3 separate regions of the Mus musculus genome follow, and all the other regions are linked to region 2. A link is a contact called in public Hi-C and HiChIP or PLAC-seq data. All regions are on one chromosome and are shown on one strand. Each heading gives the region's core, a stretch centred on a gene start, on an enhancer-like site or on the middle of the called end of the contact. The rest is flanking DNA. Distances are from core to core; before and after follow the strand shown. Region 1 holds the start of Rassf10 (Ras association (RalGDS/AF-6) domain family (N-terminal) member 10). Region 2 holds the start of Arntl (aryl hydrocarbon receptor nuclear translocator-like). Region 3 overlaps Btbd10 (BTB (POZ) domain containing 10).

What was found. A called contact is a pair of places that touch in the nucleus more often than the background predicts. HiChIP or PLAC-seq counts read pairs in DNA pulled down with a chosen protein or histone mark.
Region 1: an H3K4me3 HiChIP or PLAC-seq map of embryonic stem cells shows a contact between it and region 2, with 17 read pairs. The contact joins the promoter of Rassf10 here to the promoter of Arntl in region 2. A contact is called at or near these places in 1 of 39 promoter capture datasets (embryonic stem cells), 2 of 484 Hi-C or Micro-C datasets (both in embryonic stem cells), 6 of 115 datasets of contacts at active chromatin or transcription factors (astrocytes, embryonic midbrain, embryonic stem cells and 1 more) and 1 of 9 other capture datasets (adipose tissue).
Region 3: a contact with region 2 is called in a Hi-C map of rod photoreceptor, with 1.8 times the contacts expected there. The contact joins the enhancer-like site here to the promoter of Arntl in region 2. A contact is called at or near these places in 10 of 39 promoter capture datasets (cranial neural crest, embryonic stem cells, frontonasal cranial neural crest and 5 more), 1 of 484 Hi-C or Micro-C datasets (rod photoreceptor), 1 of 115 datasets of contacts at active chromatin or transcription factors (embryonic stem cells) and 3 of 9 other capture datasets (adipose tissue, liver and pancreatic islet).

Annotation. Positions count from the first base shown.
Region 1 is chr7:112,952,360-112,956,175 of GRCm38.p6, reverse strand. Rassf10 (Ras association (RalGDS/AF-6) domain family (N-terminal) member 10) reads right to left here and starts at 2,214. Exons shown (of 1, transcript NM_175279.3): 1 at 1-2,214. The coding sequence starts at 1,982. The coding sequence ends at 456.
Region 2 is chr7:113,205,263-113,208,736 of GRCm38.p6, reverse strand. Arntl (aryl hydrocarbon receptor nuclear translocator-like) reads right to left here and starts at 1,272. Exons shown (of 20, transcript NM_007489.4): 1 at 1,093-1,272.
Region 3 is chr7:113,344,652-113,348,703 of GRCm38.p6, reverse strand. All of the region lies in intron 4 of Btbd10 (BTB (POZ) domain containing 10), which reads left to right. Among named protein-coding and RNA genes, the nearest start is that of Btbd10, 23 kb to the left of the region's middle. Within about 2 kb of position 1,258, at least 51 of the 459 cell types and tissues checked have an H3K27ac peak or open chromatin away from gene starts, as enhancers often do. A contact at or near this core is called in hippocampal neurons, pancreatic islet and rod photoreceptor, where this site is marked.

The DNA of each region.
Region 1 (3,816 bases), core at 965-3,464, 250 kb after region 2:
GAGACCAACACTAGTGCGCCCTCTTTGGCTAGTTTGAACACGTTTCCAGTCACAATTAACATTCAAGGAATTTCCTTTCCATCCAAGTGTTTTCTTTTAGCAGCACTTTATGCCACAGACCAAAGTTCTAGCTGTCATCAGTCCTTCCCATGCACAGGAGTGGTAAAAAAAAAATGTCCCGTAATGTTTTCCTTTTCTCTTGTTTTGAAAATGGGCTTGGACCTCATCACTTACCTAATGTGTTTTTAAAAAACAGGGAGGGGTTCTCACCTCCTGACTCCACTTCCCTCTAAAGCTTAGAAGCTTAGGGCTTCCTTGTCCAGGACCCTCCTTCACACTCACTCTCCAGACCCATCCGTGGGAACTCTGAGCTCACCCCCATGGCCTCACTTCATGTCCCTGAGCAGGCCAAACCAGTGCATTCTGCAAGCGTCTAAGCTTGCTCCCTACTACTTCTACACAAGGGATTCACACACAGGGGGTACCGAGTCTGAGTCTTGGCTATGCATGGAGCTCAGCCCAGTATCTGAGTCCTCATCGTTGCCCGGGCAACTCTTAGCCAGTCCCCGGGCCTGGTCTACCCACATTTCTGCACAGGTCTGAGGCTGAGGTTCGCGAGAGGGTCCGCTGGAACCCAGAGCCCCATCATGCACCACCGTCTGCTCAAAAGTGTGCAAACTCTGGAGAAGGCCCTGAAGCTCGCGCTCCTTAATGTCCCTCTGCTGCTGGCTGTAATCCAAGTCCGCCTTGACGGCCTCCAGGTCCGTGCTGAGCCTCAGCCCGATGTAAAGGCTGGTGCTGAGCTGCGTCCTGACCCGCTCCTGCTCCAGCAGCAGCTCGCCATCCGGACCACCATCGGGCTCTAGGGACTCCTCTCGAGCCGCCAGCTCCTCATTGCGCCGCTGCATCCAGCGCTGGTTCAGTTCCTCCTGGATCTCGGCGGACAGGCGCTCTAGCAACTCCTCCTGCTGGGCGCGCTCCTCCTGCAGCCGCACCAGGTCGTCACAGCGCCTGGCCAGCTCCTCCAACGCTGCCGCCTGCGCCTCGCTGTCCAGGGGTGCCGCCGGTTCTGTCCCCTTCTCCTCCAGTGTCGCATCTTCCGGCTCCCCTTCAGGAGTTTGTCCGTCCAGGTCGATGCCGGCCCCCACTAGATAGGTATCCTGCACGTAGTTGACTCCGTGCCTCCGCATGCGGTCTAGGTGCACCTTGGCTTCGTAGCGGTCTATCTCGCGGTCCAGCTCCCGGAGCCGCTGCACCTGCTGGCGAATCGTGTGGTCCTGCGACAGCACCAGATGCACCAGCGTCTCCATACGTTCTACCGACGCGCTCTCGTGGGTCCGAGCAGACGACGAGCAGGACGAGGCGGTGGACGACGACGTGGACGAACAAGGTGACGACGGCTGCTGCTGGCGCCTCCGGTTGAGCTTGGCCAGTTTGCGGAAGGCCTTGCGTACCACCCGCCGCTGCTTCTCCTGGGTCAAGGCCAGGCTGGGCCGTGCTGGGGCGCCCCGGGCCAAGCAGGGGCGCTCGCGGCTGAGCACTACCCGCGCCTCGGCGCTGCGCGGTCCGGCGTTGGGCAGCGACGCTTCGCTGCGCACCAGCACGAAGCGTACATTCTCCTGCTCGTCGCCCCAAGCAGTCCAGAGGCGCAAGATCCGCGTCTTGTTGGGCAGGATGCGCTCAAAGCCGCGCCACTTCTCCACAATGCAATAGCACTGCGGGGGCCCACATAGCATGCCCGGGGGCATCGCGTCGTCGTCATCCTCGTCGTTTTCGTCCGGGGGCTCGGGCAGCTCCAACTGGCCCGAAGGGTCTTCCGTCAAGCCCCGTCGCTGGCCCCGCCGCTGCCTGCAGCGCCGCCGGCAGCCGTCCTCCAAAAGCACCCGCACCACGTCCGAGCAGGTGGTGCGGCGGGAGAGGCCGGACACCAGCTTCTCCTCCTGGCAGATCCACACCGATATCTTCTTCTCCGAAGGATCCATGGCGCAACCGGGACGTGAGGAGCAAGTCCGGCTAGGTGCAATTAGGGCAGCAGGGCCAGCGCGGGCAACCTGGCAGCTCCCGAACTGCAGTAGAATCCGTGACCCTGTCTCCGGCCTCACTAGCCTTTCTCCCGGACTATGTACTGAAATCGGGCAGCGGCTGCTTTCGGCTCGGACGGCGGACTCTCCCAAAGCAGCACGCCGGGGCTCAGGTTCCAGCGGCTCTGGCTCTGCCCGCGGTGCCCGAGGCCTCCGGGTTTTGCTCCTCCCCACCTGGCTCCACCTCTTCCCGCCCCCCAGCGCCCTGAGCCGCTGCTGAGAGCACCGCAGGCGGGGCGCCCAAACTCGCCCCTCCCAGCCCTGCGGACGGGTCTGCCCCTGGCTCAGGTTACTGGCGTCCAGTTCCTAGTTTTTTCCACTCAGAGCAAAGATGGACTCCCGGGACCTTTCTGATACAAGGCCTGGAGCCTTCACCTCTAGGCATCAGCTCTGCGCCTGGAGCCCGCACCTCTGCGCCTCCCTGGGCTCAGCTACGCCTTGCCTCTAGACTTGGTTGGAAACACCTTAACCCGATGTGCGTGGTCTTGTGCCTTCTGTACAATGCACTTTGCACAGACGGGGAAACTGAGGCACCTAACAGTTTCTACTAGAGACGTTGTGATCCACTACCTGACCAGCTCACCTTTGTAAGCGCTGCCTCTAAACCTTCCAGTCTTCCTCAACCACAGTGGGGTCCATGATCAGATTTGCAATGATCTAAGGGTGGTACCCAATTCCCCATAGGTCAGATCTGTAGGTCCCCACTTTGCCCCTCCACTTCCCACAGCCTTGTTGACAGAGAAGTCAGGGCCAAACCTAAATTGATCACCAGTCCTGACTCCAAAGGGGAAACCGAGGCTATTACTATGACTGTTCCCATTGCATCTAAATGTCGTCTGGAAGTGATGAGAATCAAGTATCAGAACAGAAGAAATTCAAAGCCACTCTAATCGAAGCTTAAAACCCTCTCAGTGAAAGGCTTGTCCAGGGAAGCCCAGATCTGACAGCTCACTCCCCTGCCTCAAGACCTTGGATGTCTCATTATTTCTTGGAAAGTGCTTTGGTCGATTGAATGATTCCTTCCTGGAACATTTGCTGGGTTCCCACTGTGCTCTAAGTCCAGTGCAAGTGGTGTGATGATGAGCAAGCCTCCTGGCCTGCCAGCAGCTCACCATAGCTCAAGAGACATTTCCAATCAGTCTGGCGGTTCCTCAGAAAACTGGACATAGTACTACCGGAGGATCCAGCAATACCTCTCCTGGGCATATATCCAGAAGATGCCCCAACAGGTAAGAAGGACACATGCTCCACTATGTTCATAGCAGCCTTATTTATAATAGCCAGAAGCTGGAAAGAACCTAGATGCCCCTCAACAGAGGAATGGATACAGAAAATGTGGTACATCTACACAATGGAGTACTACTCAGCTATTAAAAAGAATGAATTTATGAAATTCCTAGCCAAATGGATGGACCTGGAGGGCATCATCCTGAGTGAGGTAACACATTCACAAAGAAACTCACACAATATGTATTCACTGATAAGTGGATATTAGCCCCAAACCTAGGATACCCAAGATATAAGATATAATTTGCTAAACACATGAAACTCAAGGAGAATGAAGACTGAAGTGTGGACACTATGCCCCTCCTTAGATTTGGGAACAAAACACCCATGGAAGGAGTTACAGAGACGGAGTTTGGAGCTGAGATGAAAGGATGGACCATGTAGAGACTGCCATAGCCAGGGATCCACCCCATAATCAGCATCCAAACGCTGACACCATTGCATACAC
Region 2 (3,474 bases), core at 23-2,522:
CTAGGCTAAATGTAGGGAAAGGACTGGAGAAGGTGCACCCCGAACAGGTAAGGGGCGATCATGTCAGCTTGGCCAGCGCAACTCTGACAGACACACACACCGGTGTCCAACGCACTCATTTCCGAACACAACCCGCTACGCGACCCCGGGGATGGCTTCCATGTGCGCCCCGAGTCTGCCTAAAATTCTATCTTTGACTTCTCCCTGCAAACCCGAGCACCCCAAGCTGTCTACACTGGGGTAATCTCCAGTGGAAACCTTCCTCTTCCCCGATTATCTGTCAAACCCGCATCGGAGTGAAGCCTCTGCTGCGCACTCCTTGGGTCTCTGACGCCTACCGGGCACAGGGCACAGTCCCCACGCCATCGGGTACCTACTCCCAGACCCAACGGGGAAGACACATCCTCCAGGACCACCCAGGTACCGGACAGCGCAGGCCCGACGGCTGTCCGTGGGCCTGGTCCAAGCCAGCCAGGGGATTCCCGGGGTCCGCGCCAGCCCCAAGACAGGCCATAGGGACGTACCAGTACGGACTCCCCGACTTGACGGAGACGCCCTCCCCGCCCCCACCCGGCTCCCGAGGGAGAAGTGTAGAAGGGTTGACCAGGCAAGCGCCGCATAGCATCGTTCTGCCCGCGTCCCGGCCATCTCCTCGGGGATCCAGAAGCTCCCGGGGATGTATCCCGGAGCTCTTCCCAGGTTCGGGTCATTGCTGCCACCCGGTACTGCTGTCTCTTTAAGAGGCCGCTGGCCGCCCCCTCCCGAGCCAGGTGGTGATGCCCGCGCGGGGAAGGTGGGCGCACCCGCTGACAGCGTCCCAGGGTCCCCCCAGTCCTCCCCCGCCCGCTGTGCAGCCCAGGCGGGGAAGATGGGGGTGCGCGGGAGCGGCGCCTTTAAGGGGCGCAGCCTCCCCGAGGCTAGGTGGGGGCTGGGAGCCGCACGGGCCCTTTAAGGCCGGCAGCGGGCACGTCGGGCAGGGCTCCCGGCGGCCCGGCTGCGCCGCGGGCGGGGGCGGTGCGCCCGCCCGGGAACTCGCGACCCCCGACGGGACGCCCCGAGACGGCTGCTGCCCGCAGCCATGCCGACACTCACCGTGGCTCGCTGCGAGCGCCCGCGCCCGCACCCGCACTCGGATCCCGCGGCGGCGGCGGCGGCAAGTCCGGCGCGGGTAAACAGGCACCTCCGTCCCTGACCTACTTTCTGCCTTCCCTAAATGTCGCACCACTAACCTACTTTCCGACCAATCCGCTCCCCGCCGGCCCAGGCCCGGCCCCCCGCCCACCAATCGCTGTGCCCAACCCCCCTTCCCCGCCCACCAATGGAGGAGCCGCGCAGCCCGGATACCTGCCTCTTCCCGTTAGCCAATCAGAGAGAGCGAACGGAGTTGTCTTGGCGGACAACCCAAACCAATTCGCGTTCTGCTCTGCGTTAGGCTAGCCAATCGAGTGACCGATAGGAAAGCCTCTGACCAATGGCAAGACGGCAGGGCTGGTTTACCTGCTACTTTCCCTTCACCAATCATTTGGCGCACAGAAGCACACGCCCCGAGGAGTGGACCAATTGGCACGCTCTGTGGATTTCTTGCCCCAGCCCTCGGTTTTCCCCCTCAGGTCTAAAGCTCGCTGAGGCCACTGCGTTGCGGACTCTGCGAGCTCGCCGTTGTCCCCTGCTCCTCAGCCGCGTCCCTGGCTAGTGACTGCCTCTCAGCTCTCCCTCCTCCTCCGTCCCCTTCCTGGCTCGCAGAACACTGAGAAAACGCCGCATCTCTTCGCCCATCCCTCTCCAGCTCCATCTAGGAAACCACATTTTAGGAACACAGAGTGACAGAACCTTCCTGAAACCCCTGGCTTGTCCTAGTCGGAACCACAGCGCTAATAGCTAGCGCATTTAGAAGACTTTTCCTTCCGACGACTAACCGGATCGCGCGTTCTTTTTTTTTTTTTTTTTTTTTTTCTCTTGACCTCCAAGCGTCCAGTGGAGCTGTCATTCCCGATCGGAAGAGAAGTCTCCCGGGGGTGGTGGCGTAGTCTGTAATTCCAACCCTCAAGAAGCTGAGGCAGGGGCATAATCGCGAGTACTGAGCTAGCCGGGGCCACAGGGTGAGACCTGAGCAAGATTCTATTACATGTTATGGACATGGCCCTAGCAAATGTACTTTGCAAAAGTATCAAAGGAGCGGGAAAGAAAGAAAAGTTGCAAAGTTGTTTGTTTGGGTGGTTAGTTGTTCTGTTGTAGCCCTAGCTATCCTGGAACTCCTGTAGATCATCAAGCTGGCTTTGAATCCAATTCACAGAGATCCGCCTGCTTTTGCCTCCCGAGGCACCACCTGCTCAGAGATTTATTTATTTATTTTTAAAGAAAGAGACAGAGAGAGGGGAGGAAGAGGAGGGAGGGAGAAATAGAGAGAGAGGGGGAGAGGGAAAGAAGTTGTCTTGTTTCTACCTTCAAACAACTGGCAAACCTTCTAAATGTTAAACTTCCTGATAGCAAGGCCACTTCGTCCTTTTTGAACCATGTGTGCTCCCTCCCCTTTAGCATGTGCTGGAGGGGCCTGGGTGGGGTGTTGGGGATAGGGCTGACACCCAGAAAGTACTCTGCAAATGTGGGCTGGATCCATGAACAAATGGGATCAAAACACTCGACTCACTTATGTGAAGTGGACCAGCTCGTGTGACTATAGAATGAATTCTAGACAGGCAGGTTCCTGGGACACAAGGCAGCATTTCAATGCTTATAAAGCCATGACCCATGTCCAGCCCTTTGCAAGGCACACAGCCTTGGTTGAAATGTGAATTGGCTTCAAGACCAAAGAACTTCATGGGTAACTTCCCACTTCCCCTGAGTTTCAAAGCAGATTTATTCTTTCTCTGTCCTGTTCTGTGAAGGAATCTCTCTGTGTAGATGGAACTTTAATACAGCATTAGAAAAGATATTACTTACAAGATGGAAATGTGGGCTGGATGCTGACCTAATTAAATGGACTAATAGCTAGCTAAGTACCAGTAACCTGAAGATGCTGGCTGATGCATCCCACAATATCTCTCTACCGTGTTGTGTGCCGGGCATGTGCTAAAAGCTTTCCCTCCTTTTTTTTCAACCCCTGTATCCTGACAACCACCCTGTGCAGAAAGCAGTTCTTACCCCATTCTACAAATAAAGTGTCAGTCATGTTCTAAATGTGGCTTCCACGCTAAAGGCTCACATCAGGCCAGTTACCAAAAAATGGTGCAAGGCTCTCAACTAGGCCCAGACTCAGGATTTTTACCCATGTCCTGAAAGAAAAACTAGGAACTTTGCATTCATTTTCCAGGTAACAGAAAGCCAACAGAGGAAGAGATACTACTTAACACCAGCCAAATTTGATAGGGAACAATGGGCTCCTTAATAGGGTCCCATCTTGGGAAGCCTGCTGTTCTTAGACAGGGTAGGGCAGAGGTGTCTGAACAGATGCATAAAAGAACAAGATGGGAGCCC
Region 3 (4,052 bases), core at 9-2,508, 140 kb before region 2:
TCTTAATTTAGGTATGTTGTTGCCTCAAGCAAGACTGGCAGTTTATTAATAGTGAGCATAGTCTTCCTCATGCAATTTTAGTAAGTAATGTAAATGTTGTCCTGTTAAATTTACTGTGTTTTACGTATATTTTAATAATTTTATACTTTTATTTTAATGCCCCCTGCCTTCTTTGGCTATAATCAAATACTGTGGATTTATAAAAGTGATAGTATTATTCTCTTAAATGTACTGACTTTTGTTAATAGTCAAGGGCTTGGTGTAGCAATCATTTCTAGGTAATACAATTTTTTTCTAATTTTTGAGATTATAATTTAATTAAAGCTTTTCTCCCTTCCTTTTCCTCCTTTGAAATTCTCCCCCATCTCTCTCCCCAGACTCCTTCAAATCCATGGCTTTTTTTTTTTTAACCAGTTGTTATTGCAAGCATATATAAAATTTCCTTGTTCTTTTTTTTTTTAATGCAGATATACTGTGGTGGACCTACAGTTTGTGTACAAATAAGTTAGGTTAAATTCAGTGAGCTTTGCTTCTATGTCATATACATATATGCAACTAGTATAGTTAATATGTATGTAGAGGAACTTCCTAGCTTGCTGAAGTTGTTAACAGTGATTTTAGTTGAAGTATACTTGGCCCAAAATATGACAGCTTTTTTTTTTTTTAATTACAAATTAGAGATCTTTTACTATTCTAAAAAAAAAAAAAACCTTAACACCTCTTATATATAATGTTAAAATGTCTGACTAAAAGACACTAAAAGCTCTTGGATTTAATACATACAGTATGACTATGTAAAAACTGCTGTCTGCAGTCTGCTTAGGTTTCTAAAGATAAATGCATACATGCATCCAATATCAGATTTGCCGCAAGGTTTCATTTCCACCCAGAAGCACGCATGCTCATTTTTTTGGACACTACATGAAAAGCATGCTTTCCAGTTTCCCTTTAATAGTTCCAGCAGCAATTTAGAATAAGAAAGTTTGGTTCTTAAAAGAATAGTTGGGTGGATCCTTAGGTTGCAGGTATTTTCCTTGTGGTTTAAAAGAGTTACTGTCTACAAGGGATACAGTGATACTGAAAGGAAGGAGTTATCTGCATCCTAGTTCCTAAAACCTGGCAAGCTGTCAGAGCTGGAATTAGCTTTACAGATGGCATTTGGCAACATGTCTACATATCTCTAAGCCCTCATCTCCTGCGTTTTCTTCCACCTGCCTATCAATTACAATATCCAATCACTGTTCAGGGATGGAGAAGTGGGATGATCACAGCTCACACGATGCTGTTTGGTTAGAAACGTCAGTGCTGCACAACCCACACGGCTGAGTCAGTGTCTGTGAGAAAATGAGCTGAATTAATATTTAGAGGGGGTTGAATCTCTGAACATTTAAAGCTTAAATATCTGCAACAGCAGGATTACACAGTAGAGAGAGGGAAGCTAAAGGAAGTCTGGACAGGTGAGGTAGGAGGAGACTGGAAGATTTTCTGACTGTTCAGAAGAATCTTGAGGATGATGGAAAAACCAGATGAACTAAAGTTTCCTAGTAATGCCCAAGGATGCTGACCTGGCTTTCAGTGCTGCATTGTTTGAAAAAGCAGAGTCCCTTTACACTCTGATTTCAAAATTTTTCTCTTGTTTTTGTGTGTCTACCCTGGCATACACTAAAGGAAGGTGTGTATTCATTTCTTACATGCTATCTCTGGGTTATAAGTATATACAAGAATGAATATGAGAGGTAGAGAGTGAAATGCTGGCCTTTGTTTTATAATAGTCATTTGCATTTCTAAATGTAAAAGATGGTACTTCTGATTTCAGTTTAATGGCACATTTAAAATAAATGGGATATGTTAGTATTGTTTTCATGGGTTTGGTGCTTTGTTATTTCTTGTGACTTGAGAATGCATTATATTTAGTATTATATTTTATGAATGCAAAACTTGGCTAGGGAAACAAATTTTGAAGCAGTTTCATACATTGAAAATAAAATTCAAGATAGAAAAATGAAATAGTTACCTAAAGATAGAATTAAGGAGATTTTGCTTTGGAATGAATTAAAGAGAATGAAACTGCTAATATGTAGTAATTTTTCTACAAGACTGAATTTGTTTTGAATGAGGGAAGCCCTGACTGGGTAAGTGACTGTCTAGTCTACAGGATATGAGTAGAAAAACTAAATGCTGCTGCTGAGAGAGATCGCTAGGCACGTTTTTTGGGTTAGTGAATTTAATGTTAACCTAGATGAAAAATTTGTAAACCAGGATAAGTGCTCTTGCTATGATATTCTTCGTAGGTGAAAGTACTTGCTTTATTTGGAAATTTTAGCACAATTTAAAATGTTAATAAATTTTACTCTGCCTTTATTACCAATTATTTTGTAGGGACTTTTAATATATTCAGAATATTAAAATTATTTTAATGTAAATAGTTGTAATATCTTTTCCTTATCTCAACATCTTCTATTTATTTTTCTGCCTAGCCCCTAAAAATATGAATGATTATTCAATTATCTTGAGATACATATATATTATAAGCTTGTTACTATAATAAAATTATAAAAGGACAACTTCAAGGTTAATCTTCTTACCTTACACTTTGTAGAATACTTTTCTTAAGTTCTGCTGGTTCTTTTCTGATAATACTGCTTGTCTTATTATGAAAGTGATACATACTCATTACATAAATTTGGTAAGCACAGAAAAGCATATAGATGAAATGTTATTTTCTAAAAGAAAATGTTTTAGGCATTTCATATTTAGCCAGATGTGAGTATATATGCACATATGAAAATATTTATACACACACACATATGTATATATCTCACATGTACACTTAAAATGACTCCCAGAGTTGTTAGATGTTCTGTTATATAAGATACATTATCTAAAAATTATGGACATTCTGTGATGGTCTTCTATAGCATAGTTTGGCTACACAGTATTTTATATATACTTTGTCATTTAATCAATTGTAGCTGTTCTGGAACTTGGCTGTAGAAAAGATTAGCATGGTTTCATACTATAAATTTCTTTAAAAAGAGGACTGTCTTAAGGAGTTAAATAAAAAAAGTAATTTTTATTTTATTTTATTTTCTGACAGTAAAAAGATCCTTGGTCTGATTTCACCTTGAGCTTATTAAAGATATACACAGTATTTTAAATGAAGCAAATGGCTGTAAAGTATTTTTAAAGGTCCTTATAAAAATCAGAAATATTGGGGTTCAGTGAGCTGAGACATTAGAAAATAGGAACACTGTTCAGAAGGGTTTCTTCTGTAACATTAAGAGAAAAAGTTAGTGGAGGAAGTATAACAATGAGGGAGAGACCTCAGCTCTACCTTGGAAGCTTCTTAGGAAGAGCAGACCACTGTAAACACAGTAACAATAAAGCAAGCATTGTTAAGGACACAGAAACGTAGAGGTACAAGTTATAGGAGGAGGAGCTGCATTCAGTCAAGATCTTCAAATTATTGGCAATTCTTGTGATCTTTGAAGATTTATAAGAGCATAAGAACTGCTGAAAGATTCTGGGCCTAATTTTGCAGACACAACATTTTGGAATAGAAATGGGAAGGATAATAGATTACTAACTTAAAGAAGACCAGATGAAAATGTGAAATGAGTTTTTAAAAAGCAAACCAACTTTAAATTTTCTCTTAGATAGTTAATATAACTTGTGCTCTTGGAATATATTTGAACTTTTAAGTTTTGATTAAGATACCCTTGAATGTAGAGTAGGTAAGAGAACTAAACATAAAAGAATTTCAAGAGTCTATGTAAGGTCTGTTAAATTACTCTGTGTGGCTTAAACATCAGCATGAAAGAGTGAGTACAGTGTCAGTAAACTTGACACGAAACAACAGTGTAGTATGGCCTCTGACACCCCCATACCCCACCACCACCAGTCTCAGTTATTAAGGACTCTTATAATAATAACTGCTTTTGTATATTTAGAGAAGAGTAATTTGGTAAATAAATTAAACTTGGTTTGAGTCAGACTTACTTGAGGTTAGCAGCATGAACTCTGAAATTGAGCTTTGCTTCATATATTAGACC